2 separate regions of the Capsicum annuum genome follow, and region 2 is linked to region 1. A link is a contact called in public Hi-C data. All regions are on one chromosome and are shown on one strand. The core of a region is the stretch at or near the end of the contact, and the rest is flanking DNA. Distances in the headings are between cores, read along the strand shown.

Evidence for each region. Hi-C and Micro-C count contacts between places; a contact is called where the count stands out from the background.
Region 2: a Hi-C map of placenta shows a contact between it and region 1, with 5 times the contacts expected there. The contact joins the promoter of LOC107870872 here to the promoter of LOC107870735 in region 1. A contact is called at or near these places in 2 of 5 Hi-C or Micro-C datasets (leaf and placenta).

Annotation. Positions count from the first base shown.
Region 1 is chr5:116,457,667-116,465,546 of UCD10Xv1.1, reverse strand. It overlaps LOC107870735 (protein NRT1/ PTR FAMILY 6.2), which reads left to right and starts at 5,024. Exons shown (of 6, transcript XM_016717346.2): 1 at 5,024-5,178; 2 at 5,306-5,408. The coding sequence starts at 5,176.
Region 2 is chr5:116,991,106-116,998,985 of UCD10Xv1.1, reverse strand. It overlaps LOC107870872 (protein NDL1), which reads right to left and starts at 4,963. Exons shown (of 11, transcript XM_016717556.2): 1 at 4,574-4,963; 2 at 39-138. The coding sequence starts at 4,636.

The DNA of each region.
Region 1 (7,880 bases), core at 3,775-6,274:
CTTCAAAAGGGTTGTTTGATGTTGAAAACAAGGGAAATAAGAGTGAGACTTTGTCTTGTCTTGGAAACACTCCCAAGACATCACCAAAAGGCTAAAGAAATAAAAGACTTTCCAAAAGCTTTGTTGCCAAAAGGGAGATAGGGTATTTTTCAAAGTTGTCTAAAAAAGAAAAGGAGACAAGACTCCCAAAAAGATTGTCTTGCAACAAGGGTGAAAGTAGGTCAAGACTTTTGAATCTTGAAAAAAGAGGCCTTAAACCTAGTTTTTCTACCTACCAAAACCGAAAATTCCATCATTCTTGTGAAAATTGAACAACTAAGTTTAAAAACAAGAAAATTTTCAACTTCCACAACACTTTAACGGCCAATAGTTGAGTGCCACATCATCAAAGGCTCAAAAATCTTAGAATTACTAGTTTCACTTTCTTGTTTCCATTGGTTTCAATCTTGTTGATTATTTTACTAATTAGCAAACTTGTAAGTACCTATTAAGTTGTAAATTAGTTTTTGAATACGTTCTTTGTGTTAGCATTATTTTTATGTTTTTCTCATTTATGAATCGTAGACATTTTTTATTCTAGTTCAAAAAATACTTCTTGAGTCATTTAAAATAAGAATCTACTCCAACCTCAAGCCACAGTTGGAACCAAGTAGCCTCATTGGAGTATAACTGGTTTACCAATACTTGAGAGGCCAATTGAGTGATACTTCAAAGGTGTGAGCTTGAGAGTGTGAGGCTGATTTTTTTTACTAACCTTTAACATGTTTGTTGTTTTTGTTTGTCTTTTTTAGCATTTATTTATTAGGTATCATTTCTTCAGGTGAAGTTAGTCTAAGGGCTCTGGGAGAGGTAAACAAGGATGCTTTGATGGCGGCCATAATGGATATGAAACATGATTTCAGTGGTCCAATGAAGAGAATGGAGGAAAAAATGGAAGGGATGGACGGTTCTCTTTCAAAGAGAATGGACACCTTGGAATTTCTTCTAGACTCCACCCACTCAAGTCCTAAAAACAACCATGCCACATCTAGTGGACATGCTCCCAACACCTCCACTACTATAACTCCGAAAACACTTAACCAAATGTTTAATCCGCCTAAATAAGTCAATAAACCCATCAACCAAGTCCCTACTTACCCAAAAAACTGAAACCAAATTCACCAAGAAGCTTCAAAAAAACTAAGAAATGTTGAGAGTCCCTCTTAACTAAAACCAACCAATCCAAATTGATGATGTAGAAGGTGAGGGTTCTTACGGAGGTGAGGAGTTAGATGAAGTGACTCCCTTTGCAGAGTTTATGAGAAATAGAAGAGGAGCTTATGGTGAAGGACATAAGGGTTGTGGGGGATGGTTTGTACCAGTTCCTCATGGTAGAGGCAACTTGAGACACTAACCTTATGTTCAAGAAGGTTTCAAGGACCAAGAAGGAAATGTGGGTAGATACACGGGTCTTAACTCCATTAAGATCACTCTTACTACCTTCAAAAGAACTAGTAATTCATCTCTCTATCTTTATTGGGAGCTATAATACAATCGGATCTTCCAAATCAATGAGTTAACTCCTCACAAGAAGGCCGCCCATGCTATTGCTCAACTTAAAGGGTATACGTCTACTTTGTGGAAGACCAAACAGTTGAAAAGAGTAATAAATAGCAATATTGACCTTCTGTATTGGGATGAATAGAAAGAACTTATAAAAGAGAGATAGTCACGGAAAAGTTCAAGCAAGAGCAATTAACAATGCTCTACAACTTGCGGCAAGGAGATAGAAATATGGAGGAGTATTATAAGGAGTTTAAAAACTTGATTCTTTGTATTGATATTGTTGAACCTATAAATCATTGCTATGCTCGGTTCAAAGGTGGATTATGATATAAGATTGTTTCTCAACTAGTTGTCCATAAGTTTGACTGAATTAAGGATCTTGTTATAGCGGCCATTGAGGTTGAAAGGAATAATGATGCCAAGAAGAACTTCGGATAGAATAACAATAAGGATGCCTATAAACCCTTTGAAAAAAAACTCGTTGATAGGACCATCCAAAGGTATCCATCACAGCTTTAAGGTAATACATCTTCTACTCCTAATCCTAAGGGTATTATTTGTTTTAAATGTTAAGGTTGGAGTCACAAGGCTAGTGAATGCCCTAATCAAAGAAACATTATGTTGGTGGAGGGTGATCCTTATTATGTAGGGGATAAAGTGACCCTAAATAGTGGTAGTGAGGAAATTCCTCAAGAGGGTGATGACAATGATGGTGAAATCGAATTAGTGGTAGAACAAGGGGATATTAATGTGCCTTGTGAGTTGATGATGAAGGCTCTTTATGAAGATGTTTGGCCCAGAGAAGGAGAGGTATCTAACTTTAACCTTTTGATGAGGAGGTACCCGAATAGTGAAGGTGAGGCATCTCGGGTTCAAGAGGAAGAACTTGGTGTCATACCCAAGCACTTTCTATTCACCACATTCGGCACTAGCATTGTGCCAAGTTCCATGCTAAGAGCAAGCTCAATTCCTTGCTCCAAAGGTAAGTTCCTACCCCCTTTTGTTTCTTGTCACACTTATGTGGATAGACAAATTGTTTCTCTAACTTTGTGTTCGAGTTTTTGTGATTGGAAGGGTATCCTACTCCCTAAGACCTTTCTGCATGTGATGTGTGTGCAACCTCGGTTTGATGCTATTGTTGATTGTGCTAACATTAACTATCATGCCATGAGGAATATGTGTCCTTTTGTCTCTTTTATTGTTTTGTAAGGTTCAAATTCGAGATCGAATCCTTTTTCAAAAAGGGGAGGATGATACGGGACAAAGAAGCCTCTTAGTTTTTGAGGACATGAGTGGAGACCATTACATTAAGACTCGAGATCGGGGGCTTCCCCACCAAGAAAACAAGCCTTGAAGTGTCAAGAAGGCCTTCAAAACACTCCAAGGCCATCCAAGAGCACACCTCAAGGCCGCCCCTTTATAATGGCTCATTAAGGTCCTTTTGGTCATTTTGTGTAATAAGCTTAACCTAGACTATAAATAGAACATGTTAGGTATTTTCTTCATAACTTTTGATGATATATTTTGAGAGCTCTTGAGAGAGTCTTGCAAGTGTGGATTTCACTTGTGACAAGTGTGGACATCACTTGTGTTGGTAACTAGCTTAGAAATGGTGGTTGCTAGGGAATTCCGATTCCCTTGAGGTCCCGTAAGAACTTAGTATTATATTGTATGCATTCTTAGGCCTTTGTGTTTGATACACACTTAGGTTCATAGTATTTATGCATTTGTATGTCAAGTTACCTATCTTTACTTTCTTGTACTCGTTTGTTCTTATGGTAGTACAGTCGTGAGTTTTTGTTGTCTTATTTCTATTGTCTTATTGTTGTTGTCTTCTTGTTATCTCCTTTTTAGTTTGTTGGCTCGCTGAAATAGGTGTTAATACACCTTGTTATCTTGTTCTTGTTGGGTTGTTGTTGGAACCGAGCTTGGTCTCTTTGGTCCTCGGGTTCCCTTTGAATTTATGGACTGTTTTGTGTTGGTTTTGGTGCATTCCGTAGCTTGTTTGGTATCAGGAAACCCCCCTCCTGCCCACCTAGCTCCGCCCCGGATTCTATTTTTGTAGTGATTTTAGTAACTTTTTGTAAAGTTATTGTTATTTTTTGGACACAAAATCTGTATTCAACAACATGAACTTCAACAATAAGTTCAAGAACAACTTCATGAACTACAAAGAAGTTCAACAACTTCAAACACAAGTTCAAATAATGTATGAACTATAAAAAATGAAGTTTCTACTATTTTCTGAAAAAAAAAAAAAAAACAGTAAAACCAACTCAAAAAAAGTAAGATGAAGACAGAAAATGATAGAATCAAGTCCAATGAATTCATGATGTATTTTAAGGAATTTATTCCCCTCAAGTACCTGAGTTTATTGGAATATCTCCTCCCAATAAAAACATAATTCACTTCAAAAAATAGTGGTACCTCAGATTTTCTGAAGAACGAACTCACTCAACAATCACACTAGAGTTTTTAAAAGAAGACGAAGATGTTTTTCAACTTAAATTCCGTTCCTTTAACTGAGAAAAAATTCATATTTATAGCCAAAAGGTGTTGCTTGAGAAAGAAAGCACTGGTTCACCAAACAATGCACTGTTTTGAAATAGTCTGATTTTTCATTAGACCTACGCCCGCATATGGCATTTGGTGCAAACCAAAAAGTCCTGCGCTCGACTTGCGCTCGCATATCGCCTTATTTTAAAGTTTTGAATAATTCTTTTACAAAAAAATAATCTCTCGATTATTTTCTAAAGCCGAAGTCAAAGTCGAGCGACGACGGTGGTATGAGGCATGTCTTGTTCTTGCCTTACTATCCACATAAAGAAATATTTCTCAATATAAGCATAAGAAAGTTCCTTTCTCCCACCAATATGAAAAAACTTTACGTTTTAAAGTACAAAACCACTTCACTTTTTACTTCACTTTTTCATTTATTTGTTCCTCCATTTTCCACTCAAATATGCACAAAACCCCCCACAGTTATATGTTCCGCGTATTATTATAATGTAATTCTCTGTCCATACAGAAAACAATGGTGGAAAACAAAAGGTGGTAGCTTTTCTTCACTTGTGGGGTAGCATAAGCACTTAGGATTCAAGAATGAGGCATGGCCTCGCTGTGGTTCACAACATCCAAAACCAATGTATATCAATTGGATACACCAAAAAGCAGGTGAGAGGGAAACAAACAAGCGTAATGGTATTGCATGTTCCAGATTCTCTCTTATTTTTCCACCTTCGCCCCCTCTCCCCCTCCCCCTCCCCCTCCCCCCTCCCCCCACAACCGCACCAATATTGCAAATCAACATCAACTTAAAATTCACACTATCATTTTCTCTTAAAAATATCAACCTTGAGAACCATGAATTAAATCGATCCCAGAACCTTCCATCATAAAATGGGATAGGCCTAACCCCAACCAAACAGTGCAAGTGATCTGTCTTTTAATTTTGTAGTGGGGGTCGCTTTAGGATAACGAATCTTTGCCTATAAAAGGATAGAACTCCCAAGCAAAACCAAGTGTAACTGCTAGCTAGGAAGAAGTTCAATAACAACATATTTTCCCTAAGGCTTTTCTTTTCAGTTTTTCGAGTTCTTTTCAGTACTGTGTTGAAACAGTTGGAAAGAAATGGTTAGTAGGAGTTGAAAACACATTAATGCAGAATATTTACTTATATCTTAGTCAAAGGTGATTCAATATTATTCTTTTTCTAGTGTTCATGTCCAATAATTTGGATCCATTTGTTTCCATCTAACAGGAGGAAAAGATAATTTGGACAATTGCAGATGCTGTAAACTACAAGGGTCTCCCTGCTGATAGATCTAAAACTGGTGGTTGGGTGCCTGCTGCCCTCATCCTCGGTTAGTAGTTAACTAATTTGTCTCTTGCATATCAACGAGTATTTTGACATCATTTTAATTTTTCAAACGGCTTGTTTAAAGCCTCTTGTGGTCATTGATGTTCTTTCATTAACAACTAACGAGACAAACTAGCGAAACATTACCTCATTTCATATTTCCTCATATTTAAAATAAGAAATAAAATCTTATTGGCAACTTAACACTTCGTTAAATGATTAACGATCTTTTAACTGTTCAATGATACATGCATCCGCCTCCCAACTCCTTTCTTTTTCCCTGCAACATCACATTCGTCATGAAGAAAATTTAAGGAATGGAAAATTAGGGCGTGGAGGTGGGGTTGAGGTTAGTTTTGAGGAAGCTGAAAGATAGGTGGTTCATGCAAATGTGATGAAGTTCCACCATAATCAATACTAAAATAGAAATGTAAATTTTTCCCGTTACTTAGTAGTGGGAATATCTAATATTCCATATGTAATGGGTTTTGAATTATATACTCAAATAGTTAACAGATTTTTAATCTCCATGAATGTTGAGTTAAAGCCTACAAGGTCTAATTCTATACACTAAACATAAATCAATGTTTACGGAAAAAAAGAGCAAATTATTAGGATTGAGAATTCGGTTATTGCAGAATTTAACCAAACAATGTCATAATGACAATAACAAGTTGATAATAACGGTAATTAAAGAAAATAAAGGAGACGCAAATTTAACATGGTTCGGTCAGTGTGACCTACGTCAACGAGCGGAAAGGAACAATTCATTATATCAATAAGAGTACAATAAAAAGAGGTTACAAAATTAGAGTAGTCACTCTAATTAACCCAAATATTCCAAGAGAACAACCTCACAAGATCACTCCAAAAGAAGGGATTACACAAGTGTTTCCCAATACCCACTCTCTAACTAAATACTATAATAAAAAGGGAGAATAAATTCAAGAGAATGAAAGAAAACTCTTGAAATTGATGTATTATGAATGAGAAAGAAGATCCCTATTTATAGAGATGAAAATGGTCTTAATGATGTCATCCATGATGTTAATGGAAGACGTAAATTTCAACATTTGCATGTGAATGAGAGAAATTTACAACAAAATCTTTGATAGAAACCTTGTTTGACAAAACCAACAAATAATGTTTCAAAAGTCTTTGGTTGACTTTTACCAAGTATGAACCAAAGAAAAAACAAAGGCCACATTACAAATCTCCACCTTGACCCGAGTTTGGTTAATATAATAAATTTGTTTCCTCTCTGCAAAAGCCCATGTGGGAAAAATCATTCTTCAGAAATGGCAATTAAGTTCAAGCAAAGCTTGAACTTACTGATCAAAAAAGACTTTGTGAACATGTCAGCAGGATTGTCTCTAGTATTGATCTTATGAACAGAGACCTTTCCTTCAGCAATATTCTTCATTGTCTCATGATACATTTGATCTTTAGTCAAGTGAATGACACTTTGACTATCACAGAAAATAATAATACCACTTTGATATGGATTGAATTCAGCAAATAGACCCGTCAACCATAATGCTTCTTTGATCGCTTCGGTCATTGTCATATATTCTGCTTCGGTAGTAGATAAAGCTATTACATGTTGTAATATAGCTTTCTTGCTTATAGCAGAACCATCAAAGAAAAATACATAGCTAGTCAATGATCTTATTTTGTCAAGATCACCTGCATAATCTGAGTCTAGAAAATCAATCAAAGTTATTTAGTATTTCTTTTGAACTCTAAATATAAATTTAAAGTATCTCGCAAGTATCTGAGAATTCATTTCACTTCCTGTCAATATGATTTTTCAGGATAAGTCATATATCAACTTACTACACTTACTGGTTGTGAAATGTCTAGACGTGTACACACCATTGCATACATAATACTACCAACTATACACTAGAATATGGTACCTGTGTCATATATCTTTCTTCTCCTTCTGACTGTGGTGATTGAGTAGCTGATAACTTAAAATGAGCAGCAAGAAAAGTACTTACTGGTTTAGCATCTTTTATGTCAAACCTCTCCAAGACCTTTCCCAAGTACATTTTCTAGTTCAAGAATAGCTTGTTGGCTTTTCGATCGCTTCTGATCTCCATGCAAATGATTTTCTTAGTTGCTCCCAAATCTTTCATTTCAAATTCACTTTTCAGCTAACCTTTCAAATTTTGAACTTCTATCAAATCCTTAGCATCAATGAGCACGTCATCAACATATAACAGTAAGTAAATGAAAGAACCATCATTTAACTTTCGAAAGTAAACACAACTATCATACATGCTTCTTGAATAACCATGACCTAACATAAAGGAATCAAACCTCTTATACCATTGTCTTGCAGACTGTTTTAATTTGTGCAAAGATTTCTTTAACAAGAAATCATGATCTTTATTTCCTTTAATTTCAAATCCTTCAGATTGGTGCATGAATATTTGTTCCTCAAGTTCGCCAAGAAATTTATCTTAACATC
Region 2 (7,880 bases), core at 3,714-6,213, 530 kb before region 1:
AAAAGGGATACATGAAAAGATACAAATCTATGACTAACAATTTAGTGCTAGATCAGGATAAGTGATTAGTGCCGGCTTCTCTTGGTCCCCATATACTATAACTGACACAGAACCGTAGCCAGTACGTACAACATGCTCCTGCAAAAAGGTCACTTGCTTCATGTTAATTGACCAGGAGATAGGAGCTACATCATGTAAAAAGTATCTCATCCCTCAAAATATATCAACAACAACAACATACCCAGTGTATTCCCACAAAGAGTGGTCTGGGGAGGGTAAAGTGTACGCCGTCCATACCACTACCTCAGATGAAGTAGAGAGGCTGTTTCCGATAGACCCCCGGTTCAGGACAAATAATAGTATAACAACCAGAAAACATAAAAATAAACAATAAAATAGGGTAGCACACCACTAGATAATAAAAGAAACAAGACACCCACAGAGCAATACTATGAACCATCTAGTTTCAAAAACAAAAAATACTATTACTATCTATCCAAAATCACAAACATCACCAAAACACCACGAACAAGAAACTACAAGACATGTGTATAACACTATGACTATAGGTACATTGACACTATGACTAAAGGTACATCGACAAACAAAGCACTCCTTACTCGTAAGGACGCACTCCTACCCACTAATCCTCTACCTTAATCCGCGTCCTCCACGCCTTTCTATCAATGGTCATGTCCTCTGGCAGCTGTAGCTGCTCCATGTCATGTTTAATCACTTTCCTTCAATATTTTTTTGAACTACCTTTACCCCGTTTGAAACCATCCATAGCGAACCTCTCACACCTTCGTACTGGAGCATCGGTGCACCGCCTCATCACGTGTCCAAACCATCTCAACCTCACTTCCCTTATCTTATCTTCCATCGAAGCCACTCCCACCGTCTCTCGAATAATCTCATTTCTAACCCTATCCATCCTAGTAAGTCTGCATATCCATCTCAATATCCGCATCTCTGCCACTTTCAACTTTTGGATGTGGGAGTTTTTAATTGGTCAACACTCCACTTCATACAATATAACCAGTTGAATTGTCACTCTGTAGAAAGCTTAGGAGGCACCTTCTTATCACACAAAACTTTCGATGCAAGCCTCCATTTCAACCTCCCTACGGTGCATGACATCCTCGGCAATCTCTCCATTACCCGAAATCATAGATTTAACATACTTGAAACTATTTCTCTTTCAAATGACTTGTGCCTTGAAACTATTTCTCTTTCAAATGACTTGTGAATCCAGCTTCACTATCATGTCAGCCTCATGCGTCAAATCACTGAACTTACACTCCAACTACTCTATCTTGGTCCTGGTCCTGCTCAGCCTAAACCCTTTAGACTTTGGGGTCTGTCTCTAAACCTTCAACTTATCATTAACTCCTCCCCGAGTCTCGTCAGTAAGCACTACATCATCAGCAAATAACATACACCAAGGAACCTCCCCTTAAATATGTTGTGTCAATACATCCATCACCAAGGCAAATAAAACGGACTAAAAGTCGATCCCTGATGCAACCCAATCAAAACAAGAAGGTGCTCTGAATCTCTTCCTACCATTCTTACACGAGTCTTTGCTCCGTCGTACATGTCCTGAATCAACATAGTGTATGCCACAAGCACACCTCTAACCTCCAAGCATCTCTCTTGGGACTTTATCATACGCCTTTTCAAGATCGATGAACACCATGTGCAAGTCTTTCTTCCTCTTCCTATATTGCTCCACTAATCTCCTTACAAGATAAATGTCTTTATGAGTCCAACAACCTGACATAAAAGCAAACTGATTTTCGGAAATAGTCACGATCCTCCTCAACCTACCACTCTTTCCCAAACCTTCATAGTGTGACTCAACAACTTGATATCCTTATGGTTGTTGCAACATTGAATGTACCCTTTGTTCATATATAAAGGAATCACCGCACTCCATCTCCAAGCTTCCGACATCTTTGCCGTCCTAAAGATGATGTTAACAACCTTGTCAGCCACTCCATACCTCAAAATATATCATCGATGGAAATTCTGCTAACCAGTATAATATATAAAACAGAATAACCGTTCAAGTAAAATATAAATGCAAATAGTAAACTAACTTGTGTCCACGAAATGAGATGTCAAACAAGAAATCTTCTGAATAATTAGATAAAGGGTAAAATAAAATCAAAATTGGGCTGGGGAGGAAGGAGACAAATACTAGTGGGATGGTTTTCCATCGCATCAGCATTTTCTTAGTGAACAAAGCACCAACGAGGAAGGTATTTTAGTGGTTATCATTAATATGTCAATAATGCTAACTCTTCTTCTAGTGTCAATCCTGGATTGGGAAGAAGTGCTTTCCCAACTTGTTGTTTCTCTAAAACTAGTTCAGCCTAAAATCCAACAGGCAACTCAAATAAAATTCTGAAAAGAATGTGTTTGCCTCATCAACATCACACAAGATCACCTAATTTTCCTCCTAGATAGGACAATAATCACCTAATTTTCCTCCTAGATAGGACAATGAAATTTATACTACTAATAATAAATATGGCTTAAATATGGTTGAGTAATAGACCCTTGGGGTCCGGCCACTTCCAAGACACCGTGCACAATGGGAGCTTTAGTGCAGTGCACAGGGATACCCAATAAATATGGCTTAGCAATCCAAATAAGATGCCATTTTGCAAGTGTAGGATGAGTTTAACATTTAAGACAACAAGGAGGATATGGGCGAATATCCTAAGAGATTTTGAACCCCCATAATCCAGAAAGTGTTGTATTGATGGCCTTCAAAGAAATAAATGTCAGGACTAATGGAAAAGAAAATTGGGATAATTCAAGCGCTTCTCTTGTCAAATACTCCCTCCGTCTCAAATTATCCATCCCAAATTGAGATGACACATTAATTAAAAAAATTAATCAATGACATGGCTAATTTAATATAGTACCCCTATTAAATAATGCTTACATTTTAATTTAAAGAAAAGACCATGAATTTTTTTTTTTGGACAGGATTGCATCAGGGATCTACTCTTAGTCCCTTTTTGTTTGCGTTAGTAATGGATGTGTTGACGCGGCGTATTCAAGGGGAGGTGCCGTGGTGTATGCTCTTTGCAGACGATGTAGTTCTGATAGATGAGACTCGAGGGGGTGTAAATGACAAATTAGAGATGTGGAGGCAAACTCTTGAGTCTAAAGGGTTCAGGGTGAGCAGAAGCAAGACAGAGTATGTGGAATGTAAGTTTAATGACGTGAGGCGGGAGAACGAGGTAGTAGTGAAGCTGGAAGCACAGGAGGTATGTAAGAGGGATAAGTTCAAGTATCTCGGGTCCGTGATTCAGAGTAACGGTGAGATTGACGAGGATGTCTCGCACCGTATTGGGGCGGGATGGATGAAGTGGAAACTCGCGTCGGGGGTGCTGTGTGATAAGAAGGTGCCGCCCAAGCTTAAAGGCAAATTCTATAGGGTGGTAGTCCGTCCGGCCTTGCTGTATGGAGCGGAGTGTTGGCCAGTTAAGAACTCCCACATCCGAAAAATGAAGGTGGCAGAAATGCGGATGTTGCGCTGGATGTGTGGACTGACTCGAGGGGATAGAGTTCGGAATGAGACTATCCGGGAGAAGGTTGGTGTGACTTCAGTGGAGGGTAAGATGCGGGAAGCACGATTGAGATGGTTCGGACACGTGAAGAGGAGGGGCATGGATGCCCCGGTCCGTAGGTGTGAGAGGCTAGCGTTGGATGGTTTTAGGCGGGGTAGGGGTAGACCGAAAAAGTACTGGGGTGAGGTGATTAGGCGGGACATGGAACAGTTACAGCTCACCGAGGACATGACCCTAGATAGGAAGGTCTGGAAGACGCGAATTACGGCAGGAGAGTAGGGCCAGATTGGGTCGCTAGTGTAGGGAATTACTTGGTGGGGGTTTTTTATTTTTTATTCCCGTTATGATTCCGTATTCAGTATTCCATGCTTATTACGAATCTGTGTGCTTTCCTCTGCTTTCCTCTGTTTTATATTCCTTATGGGTGCCGTATTTATGTTATGTCATCTGCTTCTGTGCTTTACTATGTGTTTGTGTGATATCTTGTGCCTTGAGCCGGGGGTCTTTCGGAAACAGCCTTTCTACTTCATCAGAGGTAGAGGTATAGACTGCGTACATCTTACCCCCCAGACCCCACTAAGTGGGAATACACTGGGTTTGTTGTTGTTGTTGTTGTTGTTGTTATTGATTAATGAAAAAAGATAAAGTCAAATTAGGAAATTTGGAACGGAGGGAGTAAATATTTAAATTTTCAAGGAATAACCCACGGATCTGCAATTAATTATAGTCTATAGATGAAAGAGATAGTAACTATTACATGTGTAAGAGTAAAGATAGAGGGGCAGGGACTCGAACAGTTGAAAAAAGCCAACTAACGTAAAAAGTAGAGGGAGATCCAGTGGTTTTCTCCTTCATAAGAAATTTCCAATAAACGCCAATTTCTATTTCCGTTCAATCAAACAAAATGCTTTCGGTCAGTACATAAAGGTATTTTTCAAAATATTGATCTGTCTCCATACAAACACATATAGAGAGAAAAATAGAACCTTTCCACCAAGATAGATTGTCTCAACGTCGAGCGAAACGGAATCACTGCTTGAATCTGACATGGCTTTTGGTTATCTGTCTCCACAGCTAACCAGAAAGCCAAGAAGCCTCTCCTCTCCTCTCTCTTTCTCTCTAAATGTTTCACTTTCTGTACATATATTCAACAAAGAAGAAAGAAAGAAGAAGAAGAGGCCCTTGAGCTTCAATGGCTTCTATACCAAGTTATTCTTTCTTTCCCTTTTTCTTTCTGTTTTTCAATCTTTTTTCTCTGTATGATTTCTATTTTCGGTTCCTTCCTTCTCGCTCCACACCTTTTCCTACGCCATTTTTTTAATTTTTGAAGTATGTATTACCCGAACTTCTCTAGTTTTATTTATGATAGATCTGAAGTTTGATTTATCTTAAATACCCCTGAACTTATTCTTTAAGTATATCGCACGACCCTTTTTGCTGATGTAGTAAAATGTTTAGGTTTTACACTCTATTACGCACGTGATGAAGTAATTTTTAAGTCAAATTAGTCTTTTTAATGATTAAAAAAATGATTTTTTTTTTCAAAAAATTCAATTATCTCTCTCAATATTTATTATCCCTCTTCCTTCATTACTTTCAATCTTAAAAAAAAAAAAATTTATCAATTTATTAATTTTATAAACTCATGTTTATCTCTTAATTAGTTTATGAAATAAAATTCTCATCCGTTAATTAATTTTGTAAAAAATTTGTTTATTACTCTAAAAAAAAAATTCACCCGTTTATTAATTCAATCTAAAACTTCAGTTTTCATTTTTATGAAACTACTTCAATTTTTAAATCTTAATTATATATATCATATGAGTTATTGTAACTAAAGAAATATACTAAATATCGAAGCAAATATTTTAAAAGATAATAACAAAACAAATACTAAAGAAACTAATACAATACTTACAATAAAGAGAATGTAGTTATATTGATTATTGATTTTTAGTCCCTAACAATTTGATTTTCGATTTAACTGATAAGAAAATACTCATAAAATAAAAAAAGTAGTAACTAACATGAAAAGAAATCGAATCTTAGTTAACCAAAATTCTACTTTTATATATATATATATATATATATATATATATAATGTAGAATAATAATTTAACATAAACTTATTGGGTTATCAGTTTATACAATAACCCAGTAAAAAAATCAAAATCGAATCAATAACCTAATAATTTTTCTTATAAAATCATTAAAAAATCGTTAATCCTATAATGATAAATCAATAACATTTTTATTGGTTTGATTTTTGTACGTTCCTAACTTAAATTGTAATTTTTTATTCCGTTAATTATACTAAAAAACGTATTTGTGCATGTGAGTCTCCTCAAAATCCTAATTGAAACACTAATCAGAAACTACTATGAAACACTAACCGGAAAAAAATAATTTCATATTTTTAACACACCAAGAAATATAAATTTTTAGATAATAGCTTACTTGATTGACGAAAATTCATCATTAATATTTTGGAGTAGAGAAAAACTGAAAAATATAATTTTTTTTAGAGAGAAATCGGATAATAAAGATATAAGAGGCTTAATATAAGATAAAAATAAGGGAAGTGGATGGTATTTAACAATGTGGACAGCCACATTAGTGTTTTTTTCTACATATCCGCGCGTGTATTACACGAAGTGGACTTTCAGCAAAAAGGGGCCACGCGACGTACTAAAAGAATAAGTTCGGGGGGCAGGGGTACTTAGAACTAGTAAACGTTCAGGTGTACCATGAATAAAACTCGAGAAGTTCAGAGGGGCATTTCATTGGATTGGAGATCACCCCATCAACCCAACCTAACCATTTATTAATTCATAAGTGTTGGATAAACTCCGACCAAATATCAAAGTAGCGAAAAATAAATCTCATAGTCAATACTTAGACAATATCTAACATTTCATTAAATATATTCAAGTTCACAGTCATCCACAAAGCCTCTAACAAACTGATGTCAATAATATATCGGGACATACCCCCGACAATAGCCAAATACTAAGTCTATGACTTAAAGTAAAAGACTATGAAATGTGTGCCCTCCAGAGAATGAAAGCTCACTACTTCAATGTCAATGCTCGAACCGCTCAAACACCTGGTCACTGCGTAGAAGAGGAAGAAGAAGCTACGACCCCTATATCGCGTGGGGATATAGCGTCAGGAGACGGTTAGCGGTTGGAGCGCCAGCATGTATCTCAAGGATGATGATAAAATAGCGCATTTGTTCAATCCAAGTCAAACCATCATATGAAATCACATTTATGTTAGTATAGGCATATACGAAGATACACACACATGTTTATATATAGCATGCCAATTCATAGAAAGAGTCATAACAATCACTCTTAAAAATTCATTCATAAGACATGGAGTGAAGAACTTTCAACCTTTCACCTTACCAATTCTAGAACCTTAAACTTCTCTGTTACATTAGTCAAGGGGGTTCGAGCCTCAAACCAACTCAACCAATTCATTAGGCAAAGGACTCTAACCACAAGCTGTTTCATTGGGTGAGGGACTCCAACCACAAGCCATTTCATTAGGCGAGGACTCCAACCACAAACCATTTCATTGGGCAAGGGAATCCAACCAGAAGTCATTTAATTGGGCGAGGGACACCAACCTCAAGCCATTTCATTACCATTACTAGTTGACATTTGAGCTCGTAACCCCTTTAGTTTATGCCTTAGCATCCATGTAATTCATTTCAATTCTTAAGGACTTGAACCATTTATCCAAAACATAACAACATGGGACCATAAGGTTTTCATGGGAACATTTATCGATTGAACATTTTTATTAGGCCAATGCCTTAACTCAAATCATCATTCAATTCATTCGGTGGCCATCAAGACCCTTACCAAACCATTTACCAAGCATTCATATTCATCACCAATCAATACATAGTCAACAAGGCTTTAGCTAATCAATTACTAAGTGCTCACATGCATTGCTACAATATCTTATCTTATTCATATTCACTAGACCAATATCCTAGTTCAACACACCATTAACATGCGAGTAGAAAATTCATTTAGATATTTTCACAAACACTTTATGTGCGTTCCTTTATAAAGACTAATTTCATGATGGAATTCATAATTATTAGGGTTATTCAAGACCCATATATTAGATCACACACATAAAGTACTCACACATGCAAGCCATCATTAATAACATGTATAATCACAAGCTTAAGCAAGAATAAACATCATTCATCATTGACAACAAAATCCTTTTTTATTTATTTTAAAACCACCACGTACACCTACTAATCCAAGT